Linked DNA regions of Mus musculus: regions 1 and 2 are each linked to region 3. Evidence: chromatin contacts called from public targeted proximity ligation data. All regions are on one chromosome and are shown on one strand. The core of a region is the stretch at or near the end of the contact, and the rest is flanking DNA. Distances in the headings are between cores, read along the strand shown. Region 1 overlaps Plce1 (phospholipase C, epsilon 1). Region 2 overlaps Plce1 (phospholipase C, epsilon 1). Region 3 has its middle 30 kb from the start of Gm46666.

Region 1 (2,700 bases), core at 27-2,526, 240 kb after region 3:
CCAGGCAGGACAGGCAGATGCAACTTCAGGCAGAAGTCCAAGGACTAGCTCATCTAGGACTTTGAGACCGCAGGACGGACAGGGGTTGACATCTGTCCTTGTGAAACGAGAAGCTTTAAGAAGTTTTAAGCAGGAGGGTGCGTGATCTATGCTTCAGAAGGTCTGCGTGAGCCCATGTGGCAAGGAACTGTCCTGACAAAAGATGGAGATGGGTGGAAACTGTCCCAGGAGCCCAGGCGAGGGGTGACAGCTACAGAGAGTGAAACTTCACTGTGGCAGCGTCACAGGCAGCAGAATTAACTTAATCTCCTGATCTGGAATCCGTGGAATCTGTGGAGTAGCTGTGTGACCCTTGGATTTAACCCATATTGATGCTAAAACTGAGGGTTCACTGTGACTCCACTGAGCGTATGTTTCGTGAGGCTGCTCCAAGCGAATCATTGAATCACTGCACCCCACCTCCCACTGCTGGACGGGAGTTGCCTTTATTACTCTCACCGTCTCCTCAACTAATACACGCACTGTGTTTTCATATAAATCAGCCTTATTCTTTTCTCTCACTACCTTTTTTTTCTCTTAAATAAATATGCTTGGTATAATAAGCTCATATGTAATAAATATTTTCTTTTGGACTAAAAACCTACATCTTACCAGTACATAACTAAAGTACTTCAAATATTTGGTTGAGACATCTCTTCAAATATTTGGTTGAGACATCTCCTAATGAAAACAGAACAGTTTTATTTTTAATTGTGTGGTGCTATTTTCTCCTTCTTAGTTTCCTTTGCCTAAAAAACATCTCTTTTTAAAAATTCCCTTGCAGAAATTTGAGCCTAGCGTCAGCATGTGTCATCAAGGCCTACTGTCATTTGAAGGGTTTGCAAGGTAACTCCTCAGACCCTTTTATCGCATCACTCAAGAGTACACGTTGCTCTGACGCAGCCTTAAGAACATGTGTTTCGTTTAGGTTTCTGATGGATAAAGACAATTTCGCCTCAAAAAATGATGAGTCACGGGAGAACAAGAAAGAACTGCAGCTACCCCTCTCCTACTATTATATAGAATCTTCACACAACACCTACCTCACCGGCCATCAGCTCAAGGGGGAGTCCTCTGTGGAGCTCTATAGCCAGGTACAGAGAGTGTCGCTGCGGTGTGACTTTCATCACTGAACCCCCCAGACTCCTGTAAAGTATGGCTTGAACTATACAGAGCCATCAAGTGTGGGAAAACAGGCTACACACAGTGGTGTTTTCTTTGCTTCTTTCTGCCTCCTTGTTTGTTTGCTTTCCCCTCAATCTATACTTACCCTGCATTGTAGGCAAAGAAAAAAAAGAAAGTGTTTGTTTGAGACTCAGCTTTTAGATCTCAGTCGGATCTACCCCTACTAAAATTAAGATTTCCCCTGGGAAAGCTATCCAATCATCTCACTAAATGCTGAATAAATCAATATATATTGTGGTGGGAAAGCATAGTAGGAAATGCGGCTTTCTTGCAGAGCTAATCCCCCAAAGTTGTTTGTTTTGTTTTGCTTTGCCATTCGTTAGACAAGCCATCCATCCCTATGGCAACCAACTAAAGATAAAGCTGCATGGGCTGGAGGCACTTTCCTCCAGGCTGAAATCCATGGGAACGTTCTGGGAAACAGTGCAGTGGGCTCTCTGGACTGGGAAAAGCACATCCTTTGACCCAACCACCAGCCAGCTCTCATGTCTCTCTCTCTCTTTCTCTCTCTCTCTCTCCTCTCTCTCTCTCTCCCTCTCTTCTCTCCTCTCTCTCTCCCTCTCTTCTCTCCTCTCTCTCTCTCCTCTCCTCTCTCTCTCTCTCCTCTCTCTCTATCTCTCCCCTCTCTCTCCTCTCTCTCCTCTCTCTCTCTCTCTCTCTCTCTCTCTCTCTCTTCTCTCTATCCTCTCTCTCCTCTCTCTCTCTCTCTCTCTCTCTCTCTCTCTCTCTCTCTCCCTCTCTCTCTCTCTCTCTCTCTCTCTCTCTCTCTGGTCCAGGGAATGCAAGTGTGTGGTTTTATGCTTCTGAGGGAGTACAAGCTAGGAAACAAATTCTATCACAACCATACACCCCCAGCCGTGAAATCCCTTTGTTCTCCAGATTGGTCCAGTACTGGTGGTAGACCATGACACAGTTTTCCCCCAAAGTTTGTTTAGCCCAGAATGGGCATGGTGGCACATGCCTCTCTCTAATCCCAGCACTCAGGAGGCAGAGGTACACACATATCTTCCTGAGTTCGAAACCAGCCTGCTCTAGAGTGAGTTCCACAACATCCAGGGCTCTGTTACACAGAGAAACCCTGTCTCTAAACAAACAAACAAAATTTTTTTTTAATCTCTGAATTCTGAGGAATTTTTATTAGGAAATGAAAATGTGTCTTCAGAGTAATGATTTTCAAACTAGGACTCTGCCAAGGGCCTTCAGCTGCTTGTGCTGAAATGAGTAAGCCACTGCCAAGAAGGGGCTTTACCCAGTTCTGCTACGGGACCACTGACCCATCTTTTATGCACTTTGCATACTGGACATTTATTTTCACAAGGAGCTCCAAAGTCAAGAGAAAAAAAAACTTTGTGGAACAAGCGAGATGGTTCAGTGAATTAAGGCACTGGCTACCAAACCTGATGACTGAGTTCAATCTCTGGAACCCATGTGGTGTAAGAGAGAACTCCTCCAAGTTGTCCTCTGATCTCCATACAC
Region 2 (2,769 bases), core at 143-2,642, 150 kb after region 3:
GGGTGATCAAGAACAGCAGCACCAGTGGATCAACCCGAGCTCAGAGCAGAGGGCAGAGCTACAGAACTGATATCAACCCTTTGGAGGAGCCCAGATCATTTGTGCATCCCAGACATTGAAACAAGAAGCTGTAACACTGAAATTGCCTTGGAGACACCACGATGTTCAAGATGCCAGAGCCATGGACTATCTGCTGAGGAAAGCTGCTAACAGGCAGTGGAACCAGCCCAGGGGAAAGAAGTTTGTTGCATCAACAAAGATGACAAAGGAGTTGGAGATCTGAAAACCACTTTGACATTAGACATTGGGATGCAGAGTTTGGAGTTTGACCAGCTGGTTTCCTGTCTTGCTTTGAGGATTACGGTTAAGTGATTGAATGAATCTCAGAAGAGACTTTGACCTTTGGACTTTTAACATTGTTGAGACTGCTATAGACTATGGGGACTTTTAAAGTTGAACAAAATGTATTTTTAATTATGTTATGTTTAGGTATGGTTCCCATAGACTCATATGTTTGAACAAGCCTATGGGGGCCAGGGAGTGGAATGTCATGGTTTGCATATGCTTGGCCCAGGGAGTGGCACTATTTGGAGGTGTGGCCTTGTTGGAGTAGGTGTGCCCCTGTTGGAGTAGGTGTGTCACTGTGGGTGGGTGTGCTTTAAGACCTCATCCTAGCTACCTGGAAGCCAATCTTCTCTTAAAGGCTAGCAGCCTTCAGGTGAAGATGTAGACCTCTCCACTCCTCCTGCACCATGCCTACTGGAATGCTGCCATGTTCCCGCCTTGATGATACTGGACTGAACTTTGAACCTGTAAGCCAGCCCCAATTAAATGCTGTTCTTATAAGGATTGCCTTGGTCGTGGTGTCTGTTCACAGCAGTAAAACTCTAACTATGACAGCCGTGGAAAGTCTAAGCTGGCTGAGAAGAATCCCTGATATAACTGTCATAACTGTCATGACCCTTCCAGAACCTTTCCATTGAACCCATGGAGGTCTCCAGGTCTTTGAACCCTTGGGCAGTGTGTATTCCACCCTACATACACACACACAAGATACATCGGTAGATGTGAAGAGCTCAAGAATGTTGACATGTACCATTCTCCTGGTGATATTTTGCACTCTAAGCGAGGAGCCACAAGAAGTTTCCAGATAAACATCTCTACCCAAAGAGCTTGATGATAGGGCTAAAGAACTCGGAAGTGGACAAACAGGATTTGAACTTGGGTCCATCCTGTCTTAGAGTCTATACCCATGAGCACTCTTTACTTGACATGGAACCTTAGGAGGATTCCAGTAGATGGAGGCATCTGTAGCAATCAGAGGTGCCAGGACTCTTGGGCTTTCAGCCCTGGCTTGCACAGTGAGCAGTGGCTGCTGGCCAGCAGGGACTCACAGACACCAGATGCTGGCAACCCGGACTGTCCACATCCAGCTGGAGGAGCCAACACTGTTCTTGTGTGTTCTGCTTGAGCCCCAAAGAACAAAGCCAACAGCTGTCTTTTCAGGTCCGATGGCTGTTTTATACCAAATCAGAAAAAAACTGACCCCAGGAAGGAAGTGTGAGGCCTCTCCCAGACTTGTATAAATGGTGTTGTTTTCTTTACACAGTCCACTGGGCTGGTCTCCAGCCTCCTCCTGCCTGGCGTTGCCATCAGGGACATCATCTCACAGGACCAAATGGCCTTTCTGAGCCACTACACTTTGATCTAGTGAATTTATAATATTTCCCTTATTCTTTTGTAGCATAGAACAATCAGCAGCTGATATAAACTCATGCAGGTGGAAGTTAGGGGAAAGCTGAGGCCGCCGAAGAGAAAGGACCAGCCCTTGAGACTAGAGGTTAATGGATAATCACAAACATGGCCCAGGACCTAGAAGAAGAAATAAGAAATGCGTCTGGGCCTTGGAGTCTGAGAAAATGAAGCTGTTGGATTTATTTTGTAAATGAAATCTAGATGGAATTTGATTGCCTTAACTCTGAGAGGCTGGAATGTCCAGATTTGGTCACAGTAAGAAGTTCAAAATCAGAGTTGTATATTTGTAAGCCATTTGTTTAGCTGTGATGGTTACAACTTATGGTGAGCCCTCTTAGGAAAAGACTGTGATAAAGGAAGGACTAAGGACTACAAACTCAGGCTGAGGAGCAGCAAGGTGGCCCAGAATTTCGTATTATGGCCATGGAGTAAGTAAGAAGCCACAGTAATATAGTGGTCTGACCTAGAACTCAAGCAAAGCACATGATGTTAAGCATGAAGCTGTAGAGCCCCAAGCTTCCTCCATGCAACAACCATATGATGATCTGAGTGCGTCCAGCTTGAGGTTCCCAAATATATCATCGGCCACTTTTTTTTTCGCTTTTTCTTAATAGCCGTTCTTTTTCTATTTAAGTGGAATTTAGCTTTGTCAGTAAAAAGCCTTTGCTTAAATCATCAAGCATAATCATGAACACACTGGCTGCATAATTTAAATATAAAATAGTCTCTGCCCATGACTAGCACATTTATATTATCTAGGTTGAATTCACATAGTATGCCTTCTAGTTGCTTTGTTACCATTTCTGTTCAGAAGGAGGAATGAATAATCTTGAGTTTGCAGATAAGTTAAATTCTGGTGCCCAAATCCTGAGAAATGGTTAAGAGCACGGACTTTGGAGCCACCAACATCTAGCTTAGATTTCAGGTTCTTCTCACTACCTATGGCTATTTGGACAATTAGCTGGTGCTCTCTGACTTTGCTCAGCTATAAGATGGAATGTTACCCTCCCTTGG
Region 3 (2,842 bases), core at 43-2,542:
ATAACTGGTGTGGCCTCCTTCAAAATATGTGGCTGAAACTCCCCAGTGTACACAGTGGAGGGTAGTAGTGTTACTTATGTAACAGGTTGTGAAATCGAATGGGATAATTCACACAAAGTATTGAGAACACCACCTACTATAAAGTAAGAATTCAACACATATTAGCTAGCATTGGGCTTTTGTAGACCCAGCAGTATAGCAGGAAAAGAATGTAACTTCTCTTCATTGCAGTGAAGGTAGCTGAGGTCTCTGAGGTCTCAAGGTCTTCTGCCCAGAAGTACAGTGGCTGCCCCTTGCAGAGGTTACAGACCTTTCTTAGAACCCCACCAGCCAGCCAGTTGGCGGGCCTGGGGTATGTAGTATACAACGATGATTTCAGCTCCCCCCTCCCCCAGCTTCTGCTCCAAATTTGGAATATAATATAAACTCTGCCCTCTAGCTTTAAGGTGCAAAGGTTTACAAATGTCCTCCCCACCCCCCAACCCAGATGGTGGTATCCCTTCAGTGAGGTCGGGAGCACAAGGGTGAGAGCCAAGCACCTGGGGAAAAAAAGCAGTGTCGCCAATCTTCATAGGGCTAATAGATAGGACTGGCCAGTTCATGTCAGCCAGGTTCATTATCAGTGTGCCTGAGACCTGTTGTATCTCTCTGCTTGGTGGCGAGAGTGCTCTGGCCACAGCCTCCACCACCCACCGCTCACAGTAACTGTGAAAGGTCTCTTTTAAAGGGGGTCTGTGGGTACACCCTCACCCAGAAGTCAGCTGGCAATTGTGTATTTGTATTTCTTGGTAGGAGCAACTAGCTACATTGTAGTATTTAAACAGTGTGGGTTCTTTATTCAGAATCAAAAGAGGCAGAAGCAAGGAGAGACTCTGTTTTGATGACTTCATTGTAAGTTTAAACTATATAATATTACTGAGTATGGAAAATCCAGGGAGTGGAAAGAAAATCATCTGGGGAAAACACATGTGACCCAGAGCATGCTATACACGTCTGGGATTAAAATATCATGTAACGAGCTTTAATTTGAATAACACCGGAGTTGCTTCAAAAGCTATCTTTCTAAAGAAAGTGCCCATTCATTAGCTATTCTGCAAAACAAGATCAGACTTCGTTGTTGATCATCTTTTCACCAGGGAAACCCTTGCTGGGAAGAACTGCAGGGTTCCCGCCAGCCTCTTTTGTCAATCTCTGGGAGGTGGATAATATTCACGGAAGTTAAAGACTCTTGGCATGAGATTTTTGTCTCCACTTTTTCACCCACAAAGGCAGAATGAATTCAGAGGTCAGGGCAGAGCCTGAGTTCTTTGTTCGCTGCTCAGCAAGCTGGTTGGTTCTGGACTCTGCCTGGCTTACAGGGTTTGAGGTTTTTCTTTCAGTTGTGGCTTGGGCATGATTTTAAAATTCATAGCGGTAGAGATTAGTAAAACTAGAAGTGCTTGGGACAGAAGTATGCTCCATTATGTTTTGAATCTCAGGGCTGAGGAGACAGCTTAGGGACAGGGTGTTTTGCCTAGCATGCATGAGGCCCTGGGTTAGATTCCTAGTACCATGATAGACAGGGGCTGGTGTTTGAGTCAGTGCAAAGAAGACAAGAACTTCTAGAATCTGCATGGAATGCTGCATCTGTGCCAGGAGCTTTCCAGTGATGCATTTCTGGAGGATCACGCAGCAGCAGCAGTGTGGCACCCTTGTGTGTTGGCCAGTGACGTCTCTTGGATCTATGTTTTCTGACTGCCCAGAGCTAACTGAGAATGGCTGGGAATTCTCCAGTGTCGAGTCCATAGGATGGCTAGCGACAGGTGAAGCCTGTTCATATCCCAGACAGGCAAACCCAGATCAAGTTAGTTACAGGGGATGAGGGAGTGTGCTTATTTCCAGCCGTGCTGCGTGTTTCTAAAGGACGGTCACCATCTCAGCAATCATGCCTTAAAGTATCTCATCTCACCTGTTTAAGAGGAAAAACAATCTTTAATACAAATACAATTTGATGTATTGTCTTTGTGCGTCTCTGGAGCATGGGGGCATGCCATGTACGCACATGCACGCCTGTGAGTTTGAGGCTACAGGTCGATGCCAGGTGCCCTCTTCAGTCTCTAGCTTCCTTCCTTCCTTCCTTCCTTCCTTCCTTCCTTCCTTCCTTCCTTCCTTCCTTCCTTCCTTCCTTCCTTCCTTCCCTCCCTCCCTCCCTCCCTCCCTCCCTCTCTCCCTCTCTCTCTCTCTCTCTCTCTCTCTCTCTCTCTCTTTCTTTCTTTCTTTTTGTGTTTTTCCGAGACAGGGTTTCTCTGTGTAGCCCTGGCTGTCCTGGAATCCACTCTGTAGACCAGGCTGGCCGCCAACTCAGAAATCCACCTGCCTCTGCCTAAGTGTGGGGATTAAAGGTGTGCGCCACAGTTGCCAGGCTATCTTCCTTATTTTTGAGATGGGATCTTCTCCTAAACCTGGAGTTCACTGAAGCTGACCAGCCAGCTCCAGGGATCTGCTCATCTCTATCTCCCCAGATCTGGGATTATATGCACATGCCACATTTCTGGTTTTGTTCTCCTCTTCTATCTTTTTCTTCCTCTCTCCTTCCTTCCTTCCCTCCCTCCCTCCCTCCCTCCCTCCCTCCCTCCCTCCCTCCCTTCCTTCCTTCCTTCCTTCCTTCCTTCCTTCCTTCTTTCCTTCTTCCCTTTTTTCCTGGGGATTAAGCCAGGGCCTTGCATATGCTCTGCCATAGATCACAAAAATTCTCCCACAATTTTATTATTATTATTTTTTTCATTTTAGTACTTATCTTTCCAAGAAGCCCAGGTTGCCCCATACCCTTGGGCTTAAACAATCCTCCTGCCTCAGCCTCGAA

What was found.
Region 1: a targeted proximity ligation map of neural progenitor cells shows a contact between it and region 3, with 4 times the contacts expected there. A contact is called at or near these places in 3 of 484 Hi-C or Micro-C datasets (cardiomyocytes, nephron progenitors and uterus), 9 of 130 datasets of targeted methods (astrocytes, craniofacial prominence, embryonic forebrain and 5 more) and 2 of 9 other capture datasets (adipose tissue and embryonic stem cells).
Region 2: a targeted proximity ligation map of neural progenitor cells shows a contact between it and region 3, with 4 times the contacts expected there. A contact is called at or near these places in 10 of 484 Hi-C or Micro-C datasets (cumulus cells, embryonic stem cells, liver and 5 more), 12 of 130 datasets of targeted methods (astrocytes, embryonic stem cells, heart atrium and 3 more) and 1 of 9 other capture datasets (embryonic stem cells).

What each region holds. Positions count from the first base shown.
Region 1 is chr19:38,727,860-38,730,559 of GRCm38.p6, forward strand. Plce1 (phospholipase C, epsilon 1) reads left to right here. Exons shown (of 32, transcript NM_019588.2): 14 at 824-885; 15 at 968-1,133. Among named protein-coding and RNA genes, the nearest start is that of Noc3l, 90 kb to the right of the region's middle.
Region 2 is chr19:38,638,524-38,641,292 of GRCm38.p6, forward strand. All of the region lies in intron 2 of Plce1 (phospholipase C, epsilon 1), which reads left to right. Among named protein-coding and RNA genes, the nearest start is that of Plce1, 120 kb to the left of the region's middle.
Region 3 is chr19:38,487,034-38,489,875 of GRCm38.p6, forward strand. It overlaps a transcript of Plce1 not described here. Among named protein-coding and RNA genes, the nearest start is that of Gm46666, 30 kb to the left of the region's middle.